2 separate regions of the Mus musculus genome follow, and region 2 is linked to region 1. Evidence: chromatin contacts called from public HiChIP or PLAC-seq data. All regions are on one chromosome and are shown on one strand. Each heading gives the region's core, a stretch centred on a gene start, on an enhancer-like site or on the middle of the called end of the contact. The rest is flanking DNA. Distances are from core to core; before and after follow the strand shown.

Region 1 (5,370 bases), core at 1,661-4,160:
ATGATTTCAGCTAAGGAATCGCAGTACTTAAGAGAAACAAAACACGTGGATGGACACTCCTTACTGCATTGAAAAGGGTGACTCTGGGCTTTATGCCACCTACAATCTAAATTGTTTATTTTAATAAGCTAATAACAATATAAAAATTTGATGTAGAATTTATGCATCTACATGTTAATCAATGTGTGCCTGTTACCTGAGTCTTTGCAAGTATCTCATTTCTGCATATATTCATTAAAAATGATTCCATGTTTCTTTTTCTCTTAGAGTTATTAACAAACTAAGATGGTTCTTACTAATAAGGCAATTTGGAGCAACAAAATACCATATGCAGAAAAATATACTGGCAGTCAGCACAACTGAATGCATAATAAGTGGCCTAATTATCACCTCATTTGGAAATGCTTAGAGACTGAAAACATGTAGAAGAGGTCCTTTATATTTTTATTTTCTGCACCGTATTTGTGTGTGGAACCTGTACATGCATGTTCCCATATGTGGGCACATGAAGAATGCATGTGTGTATGTGGAAGACTCAAAGGTAATACAAAGACTTCCTTGGGAACACTCTACCTTGTTCAGGGAGGCAGAGTCTCTCAGTCAAAACCAGAAGGGGCTGATCCCTAAACTAACTGCATTCTCCTCTCCAGGGGGACCCCTTGTCTCTGCCTCCCTAGAACTGGAATTATGGGCAGGCTGACACCCAGCAGGCACTGATGTGAGAGCTGGAAATCTGAATTCTGATGCTGTGCTTGTCCAGCAAGTGACTGATCCACTGAGCCATCTCCCCAGACCCCAAAGACCTGGTTCCTAAGGTGTCATTTTTTTTAAATTAAAATATTTCAGTACTGAATACATTCATATGGAATCTTTTACTCCTAAGAGTAGTAAGGATCCGCTCTATACAATTTTTAAAAAGGGCCAGCAAGATGATTTAGTGGGTAAAAGTATCTGCTGCCAAGCATAAATAACCTTTGTTCAATCCTTAGGATCCACATGATGGTAGGAGAACTGGCACCTGCAGGCTGACTTCTGAGTACACCCATGCGATGGCACACGTGTAGGCCCACAAATACACACAGACACACTTTTTGTAAATAATGTATATCTGCTGTAGCGAAGACAACTGCAGGTTCATCGAGTTGTCTCCCCCACCACCACAACAGGTTTTTTTGTTTTTTGTTTTTTGTTTTTTGTTTTTTGTTTTCTTTTGTTTTGTTTTGTTTTTGAGACAGGGTTTCTCTGTGTAGCCCTGGCTGTCCTGGAACTCACTCTGTAGACCAGGTTGGCCTTGAACTCAGAAATCTGCCTGCCTCTGCCTCCCAAGTGCTGGGATTAAAGGCTTGCGCCACCACCACCACCACCCGGCCAGGTTTTGTTTGGGGTTCTCATATAAGGGGAAGATCTCTCTCTCTGTCTCTCTTTCTCTGTCTGTCTGTCTGTCTCTGTCTCTCTGTCTCTGTCTCTCTCTCTCTCTCTCTCTTTCTCTCCCTCTCTCTCTCTCTCTCTCTCTCTCTCTCTCTCTCTCTCTCTGTGTGTGTGTGTGTGTGTGTGTGTGTGTGTGTGTGTGTGTGAGGCTACAGATAGTTTTCCGTCTGCTTAAGACATACTAAGAAGCCAGAAATTGAATTTGCTGATAGAGAGAAAGAAATAAGAAATATTGAGGTGTGTGTTACAGATCTGTGTCTTGGGAGGTCACTGGTCAGCAGTGGGTTGTAAGGGACGAAGAACTACATCAGAGCTGTCAGAGGCTCCAAGGGAGACATGAAGGTGTAAACGAAGGGGACAGATTTAACGAAAGCTGAGAAACATCCCAGTGATTGCCTTTGGGAACGGAAAGAAACGTCAAGGGGGACTCGAAACTCTTCCTAGTCCAGGCAGGGAAATGGCCTTTTTTGGCATGAAGATAGCATGTTTAGTGAATAAAGGTAGTGATATGCCTTCAAAGCTGTTATAACGTACCAGTGATGATTGTACGATATGATGATGTATATAGACATATGTGTATGCACAGATCCATACCGGTTTTATGATCTAGACCTAGTTTGAGATTGTACACATCAGTAATTTAATTGCTGGCATCACTGTGTTTATATCTTTATCCACTGTTATTAGCCGTGTGATTTTCAAACTTTAAGGCTATTTTCACGTATAAGAAAATAGAAAAACTAATAAGACCTATGTTTTAGAATCATGAGGGAGTTTTGTTATGGCATATGGTAAGAATTTCATGGACATTATCAGAGATTGCTATTTGTCTTCCTTGGTCTTCAGTTCTCTCATGTATGTGCATAGCTCAATGCCCCACAGGGTGCAAAACCTGAGCCCGTTATCTGAGTGATACCTCTCCGAGCAGATTTCTATCTTAATGTGTCTTGGTCTCTGATTACCAGTGTGCAAACACATTTTTACTCAATAATGTTAATCATTTCTAGGAACTTGCCACACCAGACTCAGATCCCTCAACCGCAGACTACAGGTGAGTACTAAGATGCTAATTCAGTGTTTATGGATGAGCTAATATAGTAAAAGATTGTCATAGCACTCTATAATTGATGACACTTTTGTCTTCATCACGGGAGGCAAAACAGTTGTATCATTCCTTAATTAGACTGAGGAGCTCAGAAGAGTGGCTTAGACTTTTGCATCAATGGGCCTCAGAACGACAAACAAATGGTAAATGATCTTAAAGCAGCAGTGTCCTTCCGTGGAGGTCTTGTCTAATTAAGAAAGATGCATTCCACTCCCTTTCTACATGGGAACTCCTTATTCTTCCCCTTGGTATAAAAGATTTTTAGCTTGGGTGGGTCCAGGATTTGTCTCAGTAAGTGATCAGGTTGAAACTGACTCTCACAAAGGGCAACCATTGTGACTAATTGCTGAGCCTTCAGGGCGATCAATGAGAAATGGTTGGCCTGTTTTAAAGCTGCTTTAAAAAGCCATTAGAATATGACCAGTGAGGACAAGATGATGGGCAAGTCTCCCTGGCTGTTCTCTTTCCCCAAGCCATGCTTTCTTTAAGTTCATTTCTTTCAAGTGTCCCTAAAAAATCTCCACAGCCAATTATTTCATTCATTCTTAACTTATTCACAATTGTCTACTAATTAGTGGTTGGTTCCTAGTTCTAATTGCCAGGCAACCAGTAATGCCTTTGTTCCTCTTTTGGAAAGCAAGAGAAGTTCTAAAAATGTAAGTTGAGTGTGGAATTCTAAGTATGAATAGTGGCTTTGTGGTGGGAAAAGCCATTAAGTGAGTCTCAAAAAAAAAAAAAATGCCAGCCACATTAGAAATGTATTGGATGTTTTCATTCAGAGTTATCTCCTCTATTACTGCTCTCGGGAATTTAAGGAGATTTTCGTTTGACAACTTTTCAAAGATTTGAGGCAAGTATAATAAAGTTTTTCATCAGATTTTAATTATAAGATGATGTTTATCAGAATTGTTCCTAGGGTTTTGATTGCTTCATTTAATTAAATGCTAATATGATTCAAGTAGACCATTCAATATATTGATGGGTGGTGTGCGTCTGTAAACATCCAGGGGATTGATGACGAAACAAACTTAGTTATAAATATTCGTCACTGAAAGAGGAAAACATTCAAGTTCTTACTTCTAATTTCATGGCTATCTTTTTAAAGAGAAAAAAAAATTAAAGGAACACGACTGTAACCAAACTGATAGAGCACCTTTCTCTCTAACCAAGGAAGTCTGTCTCTCCTGAGATGTCAGCTTTCTGACTCTTGTTCACTTGTGGCGTGCAATGAGTAGAAATCACAAAATTTCTAGGAAAGTTATAAACATTTTTTCGAGACTTGTGAAAAGCTAGATTTTTTTCACTCTCTGCCTCCTAGGAGAATAGAGATCTTGAATAGGTGCTGTTGGAGATAGTATCAGTAGATAATGGGACTTGTTTGATATGTTGGGGTGCTGTGCTCAGCACTGGGCAGCTTTCCTTGTCGGGAGCAGCACATGGGCAGAGCTGGGTACACTGATGAAGAAGGGCTTCCTTCCCCTTGGAGGTCTTTTGGCTGCTCAACCTCATTTTTTCCAATATTTTTCTAAAAAGATTTTTGGGAAAGTAGCATTTCGATGGAAAGAGTTCCTCCTTCTGGTTAGGGCGGACCTCGTACTCTCTTGTTTTCTGCACGTTGATGCGTGTTACAGACCAGACGGTAGGATCTTCTCGTGGGTGCTTTGCTGTTACTGTTTTCTCAGTGAGCCTCTCAAGGATCTGTGTGCAGAAGGGAGCGAGACCACCCTAGCACTGGGTGCTAACTAGGAGAGATGGTTCTTTCTGCCTCCCAAACATTTAAAGCATTAAAGGTGTTAGGCCTCCTGGGGAGGGAGCTGAGGGCCAGTTGCAGCCTTTATTCCTCCTCTAGTCATTTACATTAAGATATTGTTTTTTTTAATTAATTTATTTTATTAGATATTTTCTTTATATACATTTCCAATGCTATCCCAAAAGTTCCCTAGACCACCCCCCCGCCCGCTCCTCTACCCACCTACTCCCACTTCTTGGCCCTGGCGTTCCCCTGTACTGAGGCATATAAAGTTTGCAAAACCAAGGGGCCTCTCTTCCCAGTGATGGCCGACTAGGCCATCTTCTGCTACATATACAGGTAGAGATACAAGCTCTGGGGGTACTGGTTAGTTCATATTGTTGTTCCACCTATCAGGTTGCAGACCCCTTCAGCGCCTTGGGTACTTACTAGAGAGCTTCTCCAATGGGAGCCCTGTGTTCCATCTTATAGATGACTGTGAGCATCCACTTCTGTATTTGCCAGGCACTGGCATAGCCTCATATGAGACAGCTATACCAGGGTCCCTTCAGCAAAATCTTCTGAGCTTCCAGTTTATTCTGTTGCATCTGCAAGGCCCATTGTGTGTTTTTAAGAGTACCTTTGAGCTGCCCTGCTTGTCCCCCTCTTCATCTCAGCTCGGGGTGGAGGGGATGATCTGTGCATGATTGTTGTGAAACAGCAATGGGCTTTTTATTTAGAAGGGGCATGGGGACCCACAGGTCAACTCTTGGAGAGCAAGTCATTCTATTCTTAGCTGCCTATATGGACTTTATCAGCTGAAAGTTGATTTGCAGCCTGTTTGGCGCAGTTAGCTATTTTCTTTTAAATTTCCATCGAAAGTTTACAAGTGAACTAGCTGGTGATGCTGTATTGCTGGGCCTGAGCACTGGCTGGGATAATAGAGCAGTTAAGGGCAGATAATAGCACTAACGTCTGTACTAAGTCCAAGGCTTGATGCTCTTTCATGGTCTCCATCCTCTCTGCCCTTCCAACGCATGTGGTAGTTTTGAAGCCACCATTAAAAGGTACAGTCATACATCCCGCAGTCAACCTCATTCTGCTTGTT
Region 2 (5,370 bases), core at 900-3,399, 900 kb before region 1:
CTTCCTGCTCCAATCCATAAGTTTTGATATAATAATCTTTTTGTTGGCCCACATAATGCATAGCAACACATTTAAAATGTTCTGAACAGGGTGATTACCTTTTGGTTTAGTTTTTTTTTTAAATTTCATTCTCTCATAATTTGAAAATATCTGCATAAAGTGGACTCTAGAACCAGAAGTGCTCATTTACACTGCTTTGGGAACCATTATGTGTCCAAGTTTGTTAAATATTCTGCATATGTGTGAAAGCAAATAGCATTTATACTCTTTGTGATTTCTCTAGAATTCCCTTGGGATTCTGAATTATTAAATCAGATCAAACTTGTTAATTTTTCTGCAGCATGTGATGAATATTTATAAATATTTGATGTTTGTGTTCTTATTTCTGAATTAATATCTGATGGTAATGAATTTTTCTACATTTGTGTGTGTGTAATGTATATACATGTTTGTATGTGAGTATAGAAATTCATGTGCGCACGTGCACGTGTGTGTGTGTGTGTGTGTGTATGTGTATGCGTGCTCATGGAGGCCATAGGCCACTGTTGGTGTCTTCTTTATTGACTCTTCACTTTGTTTTTGGAGAGAGGGTCTCACCAAACCTAAAGCTTGCAGTTTTGTCAAGATGGAACAAAGCACCTCTCTCCCCAAATGCCAAGGTTATAGATGTGTGCCATTGCACCCAGCTTTTTGTGGGTGCTGGGGATCTGAACTTGGTTTCCCTGACATCTCATCAAGCTCTCTTTAAATATTTTGTTCCTTGTTGCTATATACTGTACATTTTTACTCCTATGCTCATGCATTTTGAATTTTACTTACAATTTAAAATTATCAATTATATTATATTGTAGCCACATTAACTCTCTGTAGTTTAACATTTTCATGAGAGAATTTTCCTCTCTCTCTGTCCTATGTCTTAGTTTTAGTGTAACTCTTTTTTTCTTTTGTTTATGTACATGGGTATTTTGCCTGGATGCATGCATGTGTACCATGTGTGTGCAGTGCCCTCTGAGGGAGAAGAGAGCATCTGATTCCTTGGAATTGGAGGAACAGGCAGTTGTGAGCTGCCATGTAATTGCTGGGAATTGAACCTTGGTCCTATGGAAGAGTAGCCCGTGCTCCTATCTGCTGAGCTGTCTCTCCAGCCCTTTTGGGGAACTCTTACGGTAGAAGGATTGATATTTCTAAGGGTCTATCAATGTTTTTAATGTAATAATCCCTACAATTCAGACACAATTTCAGATCTCATCTTTCTTTCTTCCTTTCTTTCTTTCTTTCTTTCTTTCTTTCTTTCTTTCTTTCTTTCTTTCTTTCTTTCTTTCTTTTTTTTTTTTTTTTTTGGTTTTTCGAGACAGGGTTTCTCTCTTTAGCCCTGGCTGTCCTGGAACTCACTTTGTAGACCAGGCTGGCCTCGAACTCAGAAAACCACCTGCCTCTGCCTCCCGAGTGCTGGGATTAAAGGCATGCACCACCACGCCCGGCTTGATCTCATCTTTCAAGTAATCTCTTTTGTTGTTGTTTTGTTTTGTTTCATCGGGGTCCCACTATGTAGCCCAGGCTGCCCTCAAACACAGTACTCTTCCTTCCTCAGCTCTCCAAGCTCAGGGATGTAAGCATTCAACTGCCTTTCTAATTATTCTTTAAAAAATGAAACTGATGGTGTTACCATCCGTGATGATTTCGATGTGACATTGTCCTGAAAACAATATATATCTTTACATGATGGCGCTATTTACCACTTCCATGGCCCTTCCTGAGAGAGCATGTTTTAAAAGTCATTATTCATTTCTTGGTCTACCATTTTAGTGAAAGTGAAATCTGACCAGACAATCAGCTTAATCTGGAGAATAATTTCACATCTTCTTGTCCAGGGCCTACTCAGGTTGCAGTGTCAAAGATGGCTTAAGCCTCAGAAATGTATAATCTGAGGCTGGAAAGCTAAGGGAAGGCCTCCAGTCCTGGGAAGCCTGCGTTCCTGATTTGTTGATGGCTGCCCTCATTTGTTATGAAGGAAGTTCTAGCCAGCCCAATGGTGTCTCTTCTTGTTAGGGCACTAACCCCACCCTGAGGGTTCCATCCTCAACACCTCTACAGCATGTAGCTTGGAACGATCCCAGCACTCTATTCATGTCCTGTCTCATCTACCTGTCAGTGCTGACATCCAGTCTTCTAGTTCAGTAAGGACAAGGTGTGTAGCCTCCCACAAGCCTGAAGCAGGCTGAGCCAGAATTTGACCTTGCTGCCACTAGGGAGATTACCTAGGGTGGAGCCTTCCTCCCTAGATCATTCTATTGTTCAGCCACTGTTGCTGTTCCTCTTCAAGATACTGCTACCTGCTGAGAGGCCCCCTGGAGCTATTCCGGAGACTAAGCCCTATTCTGCACATCATCACCTGCAGCTGGTTCCAGGCTCCAAGGATGAATTGGCGGGAATGGACTTTCCCCCCTCCTTTATAAAGCGTGTCCGCCATTAAACTTTTGAACCTTGAGCATACTAGTTGTCTTGGTTCCATTATTTCTCAACCCGCCTAGGCTCCCTCTTTTCTTTCAGTTCCAAGATGCCTTCCAGGCTCGAACCCAGACATGAGAGCCGCAGGCCGGCCCCAACAAAGGTGCTCATTTGTACCTCAGATCCTCTAACAGCATCAACTTCTGCCTTGGGTATTCCAGCCTTGTGTTCTCACTATTGTACTGGAACCTAGGGGTTTCATGTGTTTCCTTGACCTAAGACAAAGCCTTATCCATGACATACAGAGTTCCCCCACATGGCCAATATTACTCTTCCCTCAGAGCAGGGACCTCTTCAAACCAGGTTTCACCACTGACTTGTGTGAGCTGAACAAATTTAAATCGAGTTAGAATGGGAGAAAGTAGAGATGCATAAAAATATCAATTCATCGCATACAGTCATTCTGAGAAGGAGCAATTAGAGACAGCAATGTGCTGCAAATTAGAAACGCTCAATATAGCAAAAGCAAACAGAGGTTCTCTAATAGTGGGTTTTAATTATCATAAATTGATATAATTTATTTTTGTCTAAGGATATTAAAGTATATTATAACTACATTATAATTCCTCAAAGAGGCCATGAATACTTCTAACCCAGCAACCACAGAACAGTAAAAGGCCATTTGGGATTTAATTGTAAACTAAGTATTATTGACTCCCCTTTTAGAGATTACAAGTGCACACCCTAGAATGTTTAAGCAGAGCCTTCTCAGGAAGTGTGTTAAGTAGTAAGAATGGTCAACTTCAATACTGCATTATCCAGGAACCCCAGCTCAGAAGTAAGAGGAAAAAGTTGCATAGATAAGCAGCCTTGATTGTAGGCAAGTTGTACCCTGGGGGTTGAGAGAGCAGAAGTCTCTTCTGTTGTCTTGCTATGCTCCACTGTCATTGGTTGGTTGGTTGGTTCTCCAGAAATGAAAACAAAAGGCGGGGGAGGGGTCAGTTCAAAAGGTTATTTGCTGTCAAGTATGAGTTCAAAGCTAGCATACTTAGTGCCCAGAGAAGACATTTTGAGGAGAGTTGGAGAGGGTCTAATTGGTTAAGAGGTACAAGGAAAAATCTTTAATATCCTATGGCACAGTAGGTAGGGTAAATCAGTTGACAATTAGTTGAATGTTTTCAGTATCTTCAATACAAAGAAATAATTATCAAAAGTGAAGGATATTCCACCTATCCCAATCTGCTCTTTTCACACCATATAACATATTAAAACATTGTACTGTACTGCTCAAAATTGATAATTATCACTTGCGATTTTTTTTTAAAGTACATTAAATTTTCCTTTAAAGAAAGAACTGTTTAAATGCTTTGCAGTCTGGCATTACCTGCTAACATTTTATGTTGCCAAGAAAAAAAAAATCCCACTAATTAAAAATAACTTTTTACCCGTTTGTCCCACATACAAAGTAGTGAAGAACACTAAACCATTCACCACCTGGAACAGGGCTTTTGTGTCTTTGGTTTTCTCTTTTCTCTTAGGTCAAGGACTCATGAGGAGTGAATTGTGGTTGCAAGTGATCCCTGACATTCTCATGTAGTGAATTCCATCTGATTTCAGAACGTCTAGCAACCCGATTTGCAGTACAGCACATTTTGGCATTTCAGACCTGAGGCTTCACTCTGACTGGAAAGCACAAGAAGACAGGAAAGCAGTCATTCTGTCATAGTGTTTCTTGCCACATGGATGGAGGAACACAGGAACACCATGGTTGTATCATACCAGCTCAGCTCTTGGTCCTGAGGCTGGGCCAGAGCCTAATGGTTTAGTCCATCATTGTCCGTTGTCATATATTGGCATTGCAGATTTACTCATGTGTTATTCAATTCTGTTGGTGTTGTTTCCTGGTAATATGAATTAATTTCCTATCGACATGAGATGCTGGGGGTCAGAGGTGTTTTGATTTTTAAGTTTTGCCAGCATTTATTTGCCTATTGCAAAATTTACGTATGTATAACGAGAGATCTTGGAGGGAATCCCTAACTCGAGATTTATTCATGCTTCACACACACACACTTCATTCACATAGCCTACAGTTAATTTTATATAGTATGTTTATAGTATAAAATGTATATAGTTGTAGTATAGCATGAAATGTCAATACACGAAATGAAGTTTCATAAACAGGAACTTTCTCTTTACATGTCATATCAGGACTCAGGAAGTAGGATATTTGCGAGACAATTTTAATTTCAGATCTGTGGATATAGGCAGGACTTGTTACAGGCAAAATAGTCAATACCTTTTATATAGAAAAATAGTCCTCTGGCTTGAAAAAACAGTATCTGTCAGGGCCTTTCATGTCTCTATTGAATCCCATCAAAGGTTGGGTGATTTTGATACATATTATGACACTACAGAATAGAGTTTTAGCTGGCATGTGATAATTTTGCCAAATTGTGCTGGGAGGGAAGAAAAGGCCACAGCACCAGGACAGAAAGGCATAATTGATTACTTTATTAGGGTGTTGTTACAGCATGAAATGGCCATCCTAAGAGTGTAAGAAAAATTTGACTAATAATGCTTTTCTCACATCAATAAAATTAGCTGTTTCTCATCTCTGTTGTGAAATTTCTGACTCCCTTTAGCCCTGTGTATTATTCTATTATGACCTGATTACTCTCATTACGCTTCCCCAAACCCTATCAACACATAGAGTCTAGACTCGAATTATCTCTATATTTAGTCAAAACCGTCAGGCTTCATCTGTTTCCAGAACAGTTAATGTATTGGGCTCATTACTCTGAAAACACTGAGTACAATTTAGCTCTGGCATTAGCTTATGTAAGGAGCATAAAGGTCTGCTGTGTGACGATCTCATCCTTCCCTGGTGGCAGTGAGTCAGGAAATAATAGCTGTGATTTC

What was found. HiChIP or PLAC-seq counts read pairs in DNA pulled down with a chosen protein or histone mark.
Region 2: a contact with region 1 is called in an H3K27ac HiChIP or PLAC-seq map of embryonic stem cells, with 6 times the contacts expected there. The contact joins two enhancer-like sites. A contact is called at or near these places in 3 of 115 datasets of contacts at active chromatin or transcription factors (all in embryonic stem cells).

What each region holds. Positions count from the first base shown.
Region 1 is chr6:4,675,176-4,680,545 of GRCm38.p6, reverse strand. It overlaps Sgce (sarcoglycan, epsilon), which reads left to right. Exons shown (of 11, transcript NM_011360.3): 10 at 2,436-2,479. Among named protein-coding and RNA genes, the nearest start is that of Gm38761, 23 kb to the right of the region's middle. Within about 2 kb of position 2,910, at least 9 of the 459 cell types and tissues checked have an H3K27ac peak or open chromatin away from gene starts, as enhancers often do. A contact at or near this core is called in embryonic stem cells, where this site is marked.
Region 2 is chr6:5,573,945-5,579,314 of GRCm38.p6, reverse strand. No RefSeq gene overlaps it. Among named protein-coding and RNA genes, the nearest start is that of Gm34470, 13 kb to the right of the region's middle. Within about 2 kb of position 2,149, at least 5 of the 459 cell types and tissues checked have an H3K27ac peak or open chromatin away from gene starts, as enhancers often do. A contact at or near this core is called in embryonic stem cells, where this site is marked.